3 separate regions of the Mus musculus genome follow, and regions 1 and 3 are each linked to region 2. A link is a contact called in public HiChIP or PLAC-seq data. All regions are on one chromosome and are shown on one strand. The core of a region is the stretch at or near the end of the contact, and the rest is flanking DNA. Distances in the headings are between cores, read along the strand shown.

Evidence for each region. HiChIP or PLAC-seq counts read pairs in DNA pulled down with a chosen protein or histone mark.
Region 1: a FOXA1 HiChIP or PLAC-seq map of pancreatic cancer cells shows a contact between it and region 2. The contact joins the promoter of Galk1 here to the enhancer-like site in region 2. A contact is called at or near these places in 1 of 39 promoter capture datasets (cranial neural crest), 1 of 115 datasets of contacts at active chromatin or transcription factors (pancreatic cancer cells) and 3 of 9 other capture datasets (adipose tissue, embryonic stem cells and pancreatic islet).
Region 3: a contact with region 2 is called in a BATF HiChIP or PLAC-seq map of CD8 T cells, with 6 read pairs. The contact joins two enhancer-like sites. A contact is called at or near these places in 1 of 484 Hi-C or Micro-C datasets (nephron progenitors), 2 of 115 datasets of contacts at active chromatin or transcription factors (CD8 T cells and embryonic stem cells) and 1 of 9 other capture datasets (adipose tissue).

The regions. Positions count from the first base shown.
Region 1 is chr11:116,010,807-116,014,203 of GRCm38.p6, reverse strand. It overlaps Galk1 (galactokinase 1), which reads left to right and starts at 1,485. Exons shown (of 8, transcript NM_016905.2): 1 at 1,485-1,690; 2 at 2,988-3,177. The coding sequence starts at 1,526.
Region 2 is chr11:116,252,904-116,256,203 of GRCm38.p6, reverse strand. Srp68 (signal recognition particle 68) reads left to right here. Exons shown (of 16, transcript NM_146032.3): 9 at 1,804-1,902. Among named protein-coding and RNA genes, the nearest start is that of Evpl, 16 kb to the right of the region's middle. Within about 2 kb of position 1,418, at least 134 of the 459 cell types and tissues checked have an H3K27ac peak or open chromatin away from gene starts, as enhancers often do. A contact at or near this core is called in CD8 T cells, pancreatic cancer cells and pancreatic islet, where this site is marked.
Region 3 is chr11:116,393,283-116,396,395 of GRCm38.p6, reverse strand. It overlaps Rnf157 (ring finger protein 157), which reads left to right. Exons shown (of 19, transcript NM_027258.1): 2 at 89-207. Among named protein-coding and RNA genes, the nearest start is that of Rnf157, 18 kb to the left of the region's middle. Within about 2 kb of position 1,490, at least 58 of the 459 cell types and tissues checked have an H3K27ac peak or open chromatin away from gene starts, as enhancers often do. A contact at or near this core is called in CD8 T cells, where this site is marked.

The DNA of each region.
Region 1 (3,397 bases), core at 236-2,735, 240 kb after region 2:
TCTTTCTTTCTTTCTTTCTTTCTTTTTTTCTTCCTCTCTTCCTTCTTGTTGATTGTTTTGAATGCCGCCTTCTTCTTCTCCTTCTTCTTCTTCTTCTCCCTCGGCTGTCCTGGAACTCACTCTGTAGACCAGGCTGGCCTCTGAACTCAGACATCTTCCTGCCTCTTCCTCCCAAGTGCTGGGATTAAAAAGCTGTGTGCCACCGTGCCTGGCTCACATACTGCTTTCTTTTCTTATTTTCTTTCTTTTTTTTTTTTTTTAGAAGATCACACCTTCTTTTTTTGTTGTTTTGTTTTTTTTAAAGATTTATTTATTATATGTAAGTACACTGTAGCTGTCTTCAGACACTTCAGAAGAGGAAGTCAGATCTAATTACGGATGGTTGTGAGCCACCATGTGGTTGCTGGGATTTGAACTCAGGACCTTTGGAAAAGCAGTCAGTGCTCTTAACCACTGAGCCATCTCTCCAGCCCCACATACTGCTTTCTTGATTTACATGTCTTTTGTTAACAAAACCTGTTTATTTGTTTTCTAGACAGAATCTTAGCCCAGACTGGTTTCAGACTGCCGCTCCTCCGGCCTGAGTCTCCCATGTGCTGAGATGGACTACTATGCCTGGCTTGGAAATTATTTAATTTTTGAATAAGATAGTACATTTATTTGTGTGTTTCTTTTGAATGCATGTGCTCTCTACCACTGAGCTACACCCCCTACCGTTCTCCACTCTTACTGTCTTACATTTTAGTCCTTCTGTTAGAAGGTTTCACACAAGGTGACCAGGAATAGCTAGGAATCCAGGCAAAGATTTGGGCCAGCATGAAGGCTTTAGATGGTCATGTCTCTGAGACCAAGGCTCTTGTGGAGGAAGCAACTGCTAGGGGCCAACAACATTAGCCATCTTTGCAGTAGCCTTTGCGTCATCGAGGAGTGCCTGAGCTTGCTTCCTGCCGGCCACTGGATGAGATGAACTTCAGTCCTCCATCGCCAGGAGCCAGAGAAGGAGCCTGTAAAAGGCTTCGAACCTTGGCTCTCCTTGTTTATCCCTAGACTGTGTACCACATCATCCTGTTAGAGACATGACCGACCAGGGGCTGACGACTTAGCATAACTTCGCTAGATCCTCTGGGACACTCAGCTGTTCCTGTTGCCAGCTCGTGTTGGTGTTGCCCTGGCTGTGTGAGGGATGATGATGATGGGGATGGGAGCGCATTAAGAGGCTCCAGGTTCAGGGATGGATGGGAAGTTCAGATCTCCATTTGTGTTAACTGCTACTCAAGTGGGAGCCCCAAACTCCTGCTAGGACATCACCGAAGATACAAGTTGCAACCGAGTCTCTTCCTCCAGCTGTCAGCTGCCGCGTTGGCTTGCGCTGGAGAGCTAAGTTTGGACCCCGCTCTGCAGGTGGGATGGGCGGGGCCGTCGTAGCGGGGGCGGGGTCCCGCGAAGGACAGGAATGTAAGTCCGCGCCACGTGGCTCCGCCCCCAGCATCCCGCGGGGCGGTGCGCCCAGCTGCAGACGAGCGTCATGGCTGCTTGGAGACCGCCCCGGGTCGAGGAGCTGCTGGCCGAGGCCCGCCGGGCCTTCATGGAGGAGTTTGGAGCCGAGCCGGAGCTGGCAGTGTCGGCGCCGGGCCGCGTCAACCTCATCGGGGAGCACACGGACTACAACCAGGGCCTGGTGCTGCCCATGGTGAGGGGCCGCATTGGGGACCCTTCCTTGTGTGTGCTGGCCCGGCCTGCGGTAGGGAAGGGCTGGCATAGGGGGCACGGGAGGGCGGGTACCCTCCGGGTGGAAGGCGGAGTGAAGCGGTCTAGCAGACGTGAGAGACCCCGGGACGTGCAGTTGTCCACGTGCGAAGACAGGAAGCCAGAGCTGGGGGGAGGGGGGCTGTGCGGTTTGTCTTCTCGAGCCCGCCTTCTGGGGGCATCGCCCACAACTTGGAAGTATGAACCTCTTAAAAATGTGAGGACCAAGGAAGCAATATAAGAGAGTATTAGGCATGGTGGCGCATTCCTAATAGTCCAGTACTGGGGAAGCTCAGGCATGAGAATTGCCACGAGTTCAAGATCAGCCTGAACTACAAAGTGAGTTCCAGGACAGCTTGGGCTGTAAGATTCTTAAAACAAGGAAAAAGAAAAAAAAGGAGGTTATTTAGCCCTCTGACTTTGATTGGGCCCACAGCACCGACCTAGACCTATGCAAAGGTAGACCTGTGTAAATGTAGCTTCCCCCCCCCCCCCCCCCGGCCCATCCCCTTGAATTTACAGAGAAAACAGTAGATCCACAGAGCACTAATGACTCCCTCAAAGTTACACATTCGGTTCTTGGACTCTCAGCCTGGGTCTCTCAGCGCATAAGTAGTTCCTGAACAAGGGATTACCGCGTGCAGAGCTGGGTCCAGGTGGGAGGAAGTCTGGAGCCCCTCTGGGCCTGTTTTTGCATAAGATCACTATCTGTCCCCTTTGGCCCACAGTTGGACGCTAGCTAGGGCAGAGTCCAGGTTCACATTCCTATCACCACTGGCCCCGCCCCTGAAGACCCACAAGGCTGTGCTCTGAGCCCCCAAGGCTAACGCTTAATTGAAGCGCTTTCTCCCATCTCCTTCAAGCTAAGCCTATTCCCTTCACGGCCCTGTGTGTCCCAGACGACAGAACCTTGGGGTTTGGATCCTGGTTGCTTCAGTCACCCTGGGGCTGTTCTAGAACTTCAAGTGACATGAGTTTTCTATTTGCAATGGGATATTCCACCCACATATACTTTTATTAATCCCAGCATTCTGAAGTAGAGGCAGGTGGGCCTCTTAGTTAGAGGATAGCCTGATCTACATAGAAAGTTCCAGACAGGATTGCACAGTGAGACCCTGTTTTCAAAAACTTTAAAAACAAAACAAAACAAAAAGCCAAAAATAGATTCTGTGGCTATGATGTGATCCTGGGTGGACTTCTTCTGTCAGGTGGTATAGACTACACATGCCTACTCCTTCCAGGCACTGGAGCTCGTGACCGTGATGGTTGGCAGCCCCCGGACAGATGGGCTTGTTTCTCTTCTCACCACTTCCAAAGATGCAGACGAGCCCCAAAGACTGCAGTTCCCACTGCCCTCAGCCCAGTGGTCCTTGGAGCCTGGAATCCCACAGTGGGCCAATTATGTCAAGGGAGTGATTCAACATTACCCAGGTATAGGACTCACTCAGGCTGCTTCTGGGAGGATCATCTCACCCCATCTCGGCATTCCTCCAGGGTGGAGCATCCCATTGTACTGATAAAGCCATTGAGGTTCTGGAGGCTTGGAACTTGCCCTAGGTTTCCTTTGTATGATTAGAGGAGCCCGAATTCAATTGTTAGCTTGCTGGCCTCTGCCACCCTAAATCGGGAAGGCTAGTAGGAAGATTAAGCC
Region 2 (3,300 bases), core at 169-2,668:
GTCCTGCCCCTGCATGTTGAAAGGCGTGTCTCCCTGTGGGAGTCACCTTGGCATCAAGTATAGGTTCTAGAGTAAATGAGAGCCGTAAATATATGAAGACTTCCTGTTTGGAGACATTTTGCCCTAGGCAGGAAGATCCGTGGCAAGTTCTCAGATACTGGTGGTCTCTGAGTCACTCAGCATTGTGGGTGGCACGTGGAAAACATCCCACTAAGTCCTTCCCGTCAGACATAACCTTTTCCTTGGTTGTTGTGGAATATCTTCATAAATCCTTACTGAGACATAGAATGTGGGGGAGCATCGGAAGTTTGTCTTCAGCGCTCTGGTGCCGAGGCGACCGCAGAGGCAGTGACGAGGCTTAGCGTTCTGGCATCCTTTGATTTTTTTTTTTTTTTTTTTTTTTTAATAGTAGAGAATAGAGTTTATTCAGGGCACTGTGAGGGGAGTTGAGGGGGTAGTAGAGACAGAAAGGCAGAGAGAGAGTAGAGGAGTAGAGGCCAGCTGTGAGCAGTGGAGGGGGATGGAGGAGGAGAGGAATGGAGGGGGGAGCAGGAGGAAGAAAACAGAGAGCAAGAAGCCAAGAGTGCATCCTCTGATTTTAAATGTGAACTTTTCCTACCGATAGGAGGGAAGACAGATCCTCATTTACTGCCCACGGCCAGACAGCTCAGCCCCGCCCACCTGAAGCAGTGCTGCTGCGGATTTGTGGGTTCTAGGGCTGACCCTTTCTGCGGTGGCTCCACAGGGGTTTACCTGTCTTACTCGGTTTTCACAGTTCCACTGGAACCTCAGAGTCTGATTCGGTGAGGAAAGGGAGTCTTCTCTGGAGTCACAGCAGACAGGACAGCACCTTGCTGTGTTTGTTCTATGTAATGTACCATGGTCCCAGCAGTCCACACTGATGCCCGCTGCATGGCCGACCTCGGCTAGAGCAGCTGTCCATCCTGACGTCTGTTGGACAGCAGGCACTGCTCTGGTGGGAAGTGAGCTAGCTGATGGGGTGGTGTTTGCCTTCAGGGTACCGGAGGCCATGGTCCTGATTTGTTTCCCAAGTTAGTAAGGGACAGGAAAGTCAGGTGGCCCGTAAGTGGCAGCGTCTGTGTGGTATGTATGGGGCAATTTACAGTTATTTCCTTACACTAGAATGTAGGGAAAACACAAGAGATCTTCAGAAATTTTTATCTGGGCTCCTTCTCCTCTCACAGGAGTGGAGGGTGTTCTGGGCGGGCTTCTGTGGTCCTGAGAGGCCAGTTGAAGGCTGGTGTTTTTCAGGCTGCCTGTTAGTTCTGTGGAAAGTCAAACATGACCGTGGAATGCTAACGCTTTCACTTCAGTGGGTCTGCTCGCCGGTGGCACAGGGCCATCTGCTTCCTGCCTTTTGTGGCTTCCCTGCTCAGTCAGGTTCTTTCGGTTGGAAACATGGTGTGGCAGGCATTCAGTTAATGAGTCACTTTGTGGTTTATCGAGCAGTGTAGTGAGGGTGACACCTAGTACTGGGCGAATACTGTCGCCTCTTTCTTGTCAACCATTTCTGCCCAGAAGTTGTTCTCAAAGAGTTGGCCATGTACAACAATGGACCCAGAATGTCTAGAGAAGACAATTTAGTCTTATATTTAGGAGAAATATCTTCTTGGTTGGATATTGATTAGAAATTTCTGTCTTTTGCTCGAATCTGAAAGAAACCAGAAACTGCAGGTTGGCTCAGATTGTAAAGGTTTGCATACGGCACCTCTGAGCCATGCGATGCCGTGCCTCCTCCAATCTGCTCAAAACAGTCTCTTGCTCCATTTTGCCACTGTGTAGGCTGAAAGTGAAGAAACGAAGGAGCGTCTGTTCGAGTCCATGCTGAGTGAGTGCCGAGACGCCCTCCAAGCCGTGAGGGAAGAGCTCAAGCCCGATCAGGTCAGCCCATCTCCTGTCCTCCCCCAGTCTGAGCTGTCCTCGGGGTGCTCCCAGGGGTCATCACTGGGCCTTGGGCCATTTGTAGATGTGATCAGCTTGTAAGCAGTAGAGGCCTCTGGGCTCCGGTTCACACTTCATACTTCATTCTCTGGCCATTCTTGAGTCATCCAGTGGTCTCAGCCCCTTGTCTCCAGGGGCACCGCCTTTCCTAATGGTGCCTTACTGAGGTCCTTCCCACTTTATACCACACCCTAGAGTCTCCCTCCCTCGTGTGTGTCCCCTACAGATGATCCCACTACCTCAGCCTGTGGAGGGCTGGGATTTTTTTTTTTAAAGATTTATTTATTTATTATATGTAAGTACACTGTAGCTGTCTTCAGACACACCAGAAGAGGATGTCAGATCTCATTACAGATGGCTGTGAGCCACCATGTGGTTGCTGGGATTTGAACTCGGGACCTTCGGAAGAGCAGTCAGTGCTCTTACCCGCTGAGCCATCTCTCCAGCTCCTGAGAGCTGGGTTTACAGAAGCTGAAGCCATGACTAGTTTCTACCTGTTCTTAAGTAGCATTTTAACGTAGACTGAGATGGCTCTAAAGGTGAGGTGGTGCACACCTGTAGTTGTAACATTCTGTAGACAGAGGCAGGAGGACTGCAGTTTAGTAATTGAAAAACACTTAAATATTCCCACCCAGAGTCTCTTCTACCACATGCAGTAACATCTCCATGGATGCTGGAGGTCAAGGATGTGGGTGGCTTAGGGTACTGGTCACACCAGGCATACAGGGATGGTAGAATTTGGGTCTACAGCAGGGAGGCTATGGTCTCAGAGCCGACAGTGGAGCTGTGGTCTCGCTGCTTTTTTTGTTTTGTGGTTCACTGCACATTGAACCTAGGACTTTGTGCATGCTGGGAATGTCTTGTGGGTTTTTAAAAAAACTAGTTTAAGCCAAGATCTCACTAAGTTCCCAGACTGTAATTAAACTCAGGCTCTTCCTGTCTCAGTCGCCTATAGCCAAAACTGCAGGGGGGTGTGCCACACCTGACAGAACTGTCTGACTGTTGAGTTGGGGACAGAACAGGAAGCCTCAGCTGGCTGTTGTCAGCTTTCTGTCAGTCAAGGCCAGGTGTTGGCTTACAGTGGCAAAGGGGTAATCTTGTCCTTCTGTTAATGGATTCCTGGGGGCATGACAGACCCTTTTTTTTGAGTTTTTTTTGTTTTTTTTGTTTTTTGTTTTTTGTTTTTTTTGAGACAGGGTTTCTCTGTGTATCCCTGGCTGTCCTTGAACTCACTCTGTCACTCTGTAGACCAGGCTGGCCTCGAACTCAGAAATGCACCTGTCTCTGCCTCCCAAGTGCTGGGATTAAAGGTGTGCACCACTGCTGCCTGGCATGGCA
Region 3 (3,113 bases), core at 241-2,740, 140 kb before region 2:
TAACCTCTTCCTTTCTCACGGCATTTCCCCCTCCGTCCGGCCTCATGGCACTCTGCTTGTCTGACTCTTTTTGTCTGTCACTCTCCAGGCAGCTATTTTGCCAGCCACTTCATCATGGGAGGAGAGAAGTTTGACTCCACGCATCCGGAGGGTTACCTGTTTGGCGAGAACAGCGACCTGAACTTCCTGGGAAACAGGCCGGTGGCGGTAAGGGTAGACTCTCTTTACTGGCTGTGGGCCTACAGTGACCCGTGCACCCAGCCCTGTTAAAATCAAGTTTGCTGATGTGGCAGGGGGCTCTACGGGTTCGGTGTGGCCAGGCTGAGGGAGCTTTCCTGAGGATTCCCACTTCTAAGGGCATCTCCTTAGCAGTCCTGACCAGTGAAGGCAAGAACTGTGTTTACCGTCGTGTGTTGGACCTAGCACAGAGCCTGGTTCAAAACGAAAAGCCTTGGCAAATATTTGTTGAGTGAATGAATGAAGTTTCCCTGGTTTTGGAGTTGCACGCAGTCATGCCAGCACTTGGGAGGCTGAGGCAAGAGGATTGCTGAGAAATGCAAGGCAATGTTAGGCTCCAGAGTCAACCCTTAGGCTCTGTAAACTTGAAATGGGGACCATTCTGCATCTGCTTGAGGCTTTATAAAACAGCTGTCAGGGTGCAGAGGAAGGCCCAGGTACTGTTCTTCATATGAAGACCTACCCGAGGGAGGACATACTGGGTTTGGTTTGGTTTTTTTGTTTTTTGGGTTTTTTTGGGGGGTGGTGGTGGTATAGGGCCTTATGAAAGTGCTCCATCTCCAGGCCTCATCTCTATTCCATAGCTCTGGTCTGGCTGTCCTGGAATTTGTTATATAGACCAGATTGGTTGAACTTACAGAGCTCTACCCGCCTTTCCTTCTGAGTGCTGGGATTAAAGGTGTGGACTACCATGCCAAGTTTATTATATTTTATTTTCTTAATCGGTTCACTTGGTAGGACAGACTGTCTTGGACCTCACTCTGTGGTCTAGACTCAAGTCTGTCTACCTTGGCTTCCTGAATGCAGGATTACAAGCCTGGGCCACCGTGTCTACCTGTCCCGGGACTTGCAGTCCCTCTCATTTTATTTTATCAGTGAAAGACAAGTAGCGGTAGAAGCTGGCATATAGAGACTGTGTGCCTGGTCCAGGGACCTTTCCAATGTTTTACATGAAATTTGCTCCCTGTCTTATAAGTAGATCTGCCTTGCTGTAAATCAGTCTTTTGCCTCTTGCTGCTTTGGAGAACTCTCTCTTCCACATGAGCGGGGCAGCTAGAACACGCAACAGGAAACGTTAGCTAAGAGAGAAGGTCTACAGTGACTGAGTTCTGCAGGAATGAGAGTGGGAGTGAGTGCTGCCAACGATTGCTTGGGTGCTGAGCTGAGGGACTTGGGTGGGGCTTTGGGAACTGACTGACTGGGCTGGTGGGAAAGGACTCTCACCTAGAGGGAGGTGCAGAGTTTAAGTCTAAGCCACCCCTGTGTTTGTAAACTTGACAGTCACTGAGCAACTGCCAGTGCCAGCTCTGTGGTAGGTGCTAGGGACACAGGGCTGAAGTGACTGAGTTTGATGATCTTGGAACAGACAAGGGAGGCAGACTGGCCTGTGGCAGAACAACAGTAGAAAGCTGAGTGGGCTGCACTGCCCGAGAGGCTGACATCCCCTCCTGTTATTAGACGCGTTCTCACGACCGGCCAGGAAGAACACCACAGACCAGAATCTTCTGCGGCAAAGCTTTATTCTTACATCTTCAGGAAAAGAGAGCAAGAAGCAAGAGAGAGAAAAGCAAGAGAAAGAGAAAAGCAAGCAAGAGAGCGAAAAAGCAAGAGAGAGAGAAAACGAAACCCCTTTCCTCTTTAAAGAGAACAACAATTGCCTAGGGCGCATCACTCCCTGATTGGCTGCAGCCCATGGCCGAGCTGACGTTCACGGGAAAAACAGAGTACAAGTAGTCGTAAATACCCTTGGCTCATGCGCAGATTATTTGTTTACCAACTTAGAACACAGGATGTCAGCGCCATCTTGTGACGGCGAATGTGGGGGCGGCTTCCCACAGTTCCCCCTTTTTCTTTTAATAAGAGCAAATAGGCCACCCAAATTAATGAGAGTGGAGATAGAGGTCAAATCCCCAGTGTGTAGGTAAAGGAGCCATGTACAGGATTAGCTCTTAGGCTTACAGGCTTTTACCCAGAGCAACCCTGACCTGCTCCCGTGTCGTTTTGCCTGGGGGAAGGGAACTAGGACACTGAACCTTCATGAAAGATGACATGTCTCCCTAGAATAGGCTCATATATGCCGCAGAGCCTTTCCATTGCAGTGCTTAGCCTTGCAACTCTCTCGGGCTGCTGAAGCACACTCACTCTATCTCGTGCAATGAGACTAGCCTCGTGAGATATAAGAGCTGAGTGGCCAGCGACCTATTGCCTAAGCATAGATATATCAGGGGAAGCTCCATGTTCTAGTCCTGCAAGCGCCTGGGCAATAACCACCTTGTCTCTCTTAGTTTGGGCCTTAAGCTTACAGACCAATCAAAGAAGCAACACTAATCCACAGCAAAGTGTATCTCCAAATAATATTAATCCCACCCAATTTTTTAAAGAAAGAAAATGCTGAGGAGATCCAATTGGGTAATCCTTTGGTCAGGGACAGGTCCAAGCGCGTGGAGTTGACCTGAATGATGGCAAGCCTCGAAGGGTCTGTTCAAATTCAGCCATCCAATTCTGTAACATATACTGAAAAAGACTTTTTGACAAATTAGCTGTCCTAGTAAATTTAACATACTGAATGGAAATAACACACAATCCCGGAAACTTTTGTTCACATCCCTGCTGAGTTATTTGTCATAATACATCTAGTTGTTTCTGGACAAGATCTATGAGTTGATTAACCAGCATGAGACCTCTCTGTATCTTGACATTAGCTGAGGCCTGTTCATCTATGACTGTAGTCACTGAGGCTGACAAAGTGTTAATGGTGTCAGTCATCTGGACCTGTCCAGACAGAACCAAGGCTGTCTGAATTAAGGCCAAACCCAGTTCCCAGTTAGTGGTAAAAAAGCAGGAGAATACTTGAGCATTATACATCACCGTCATTG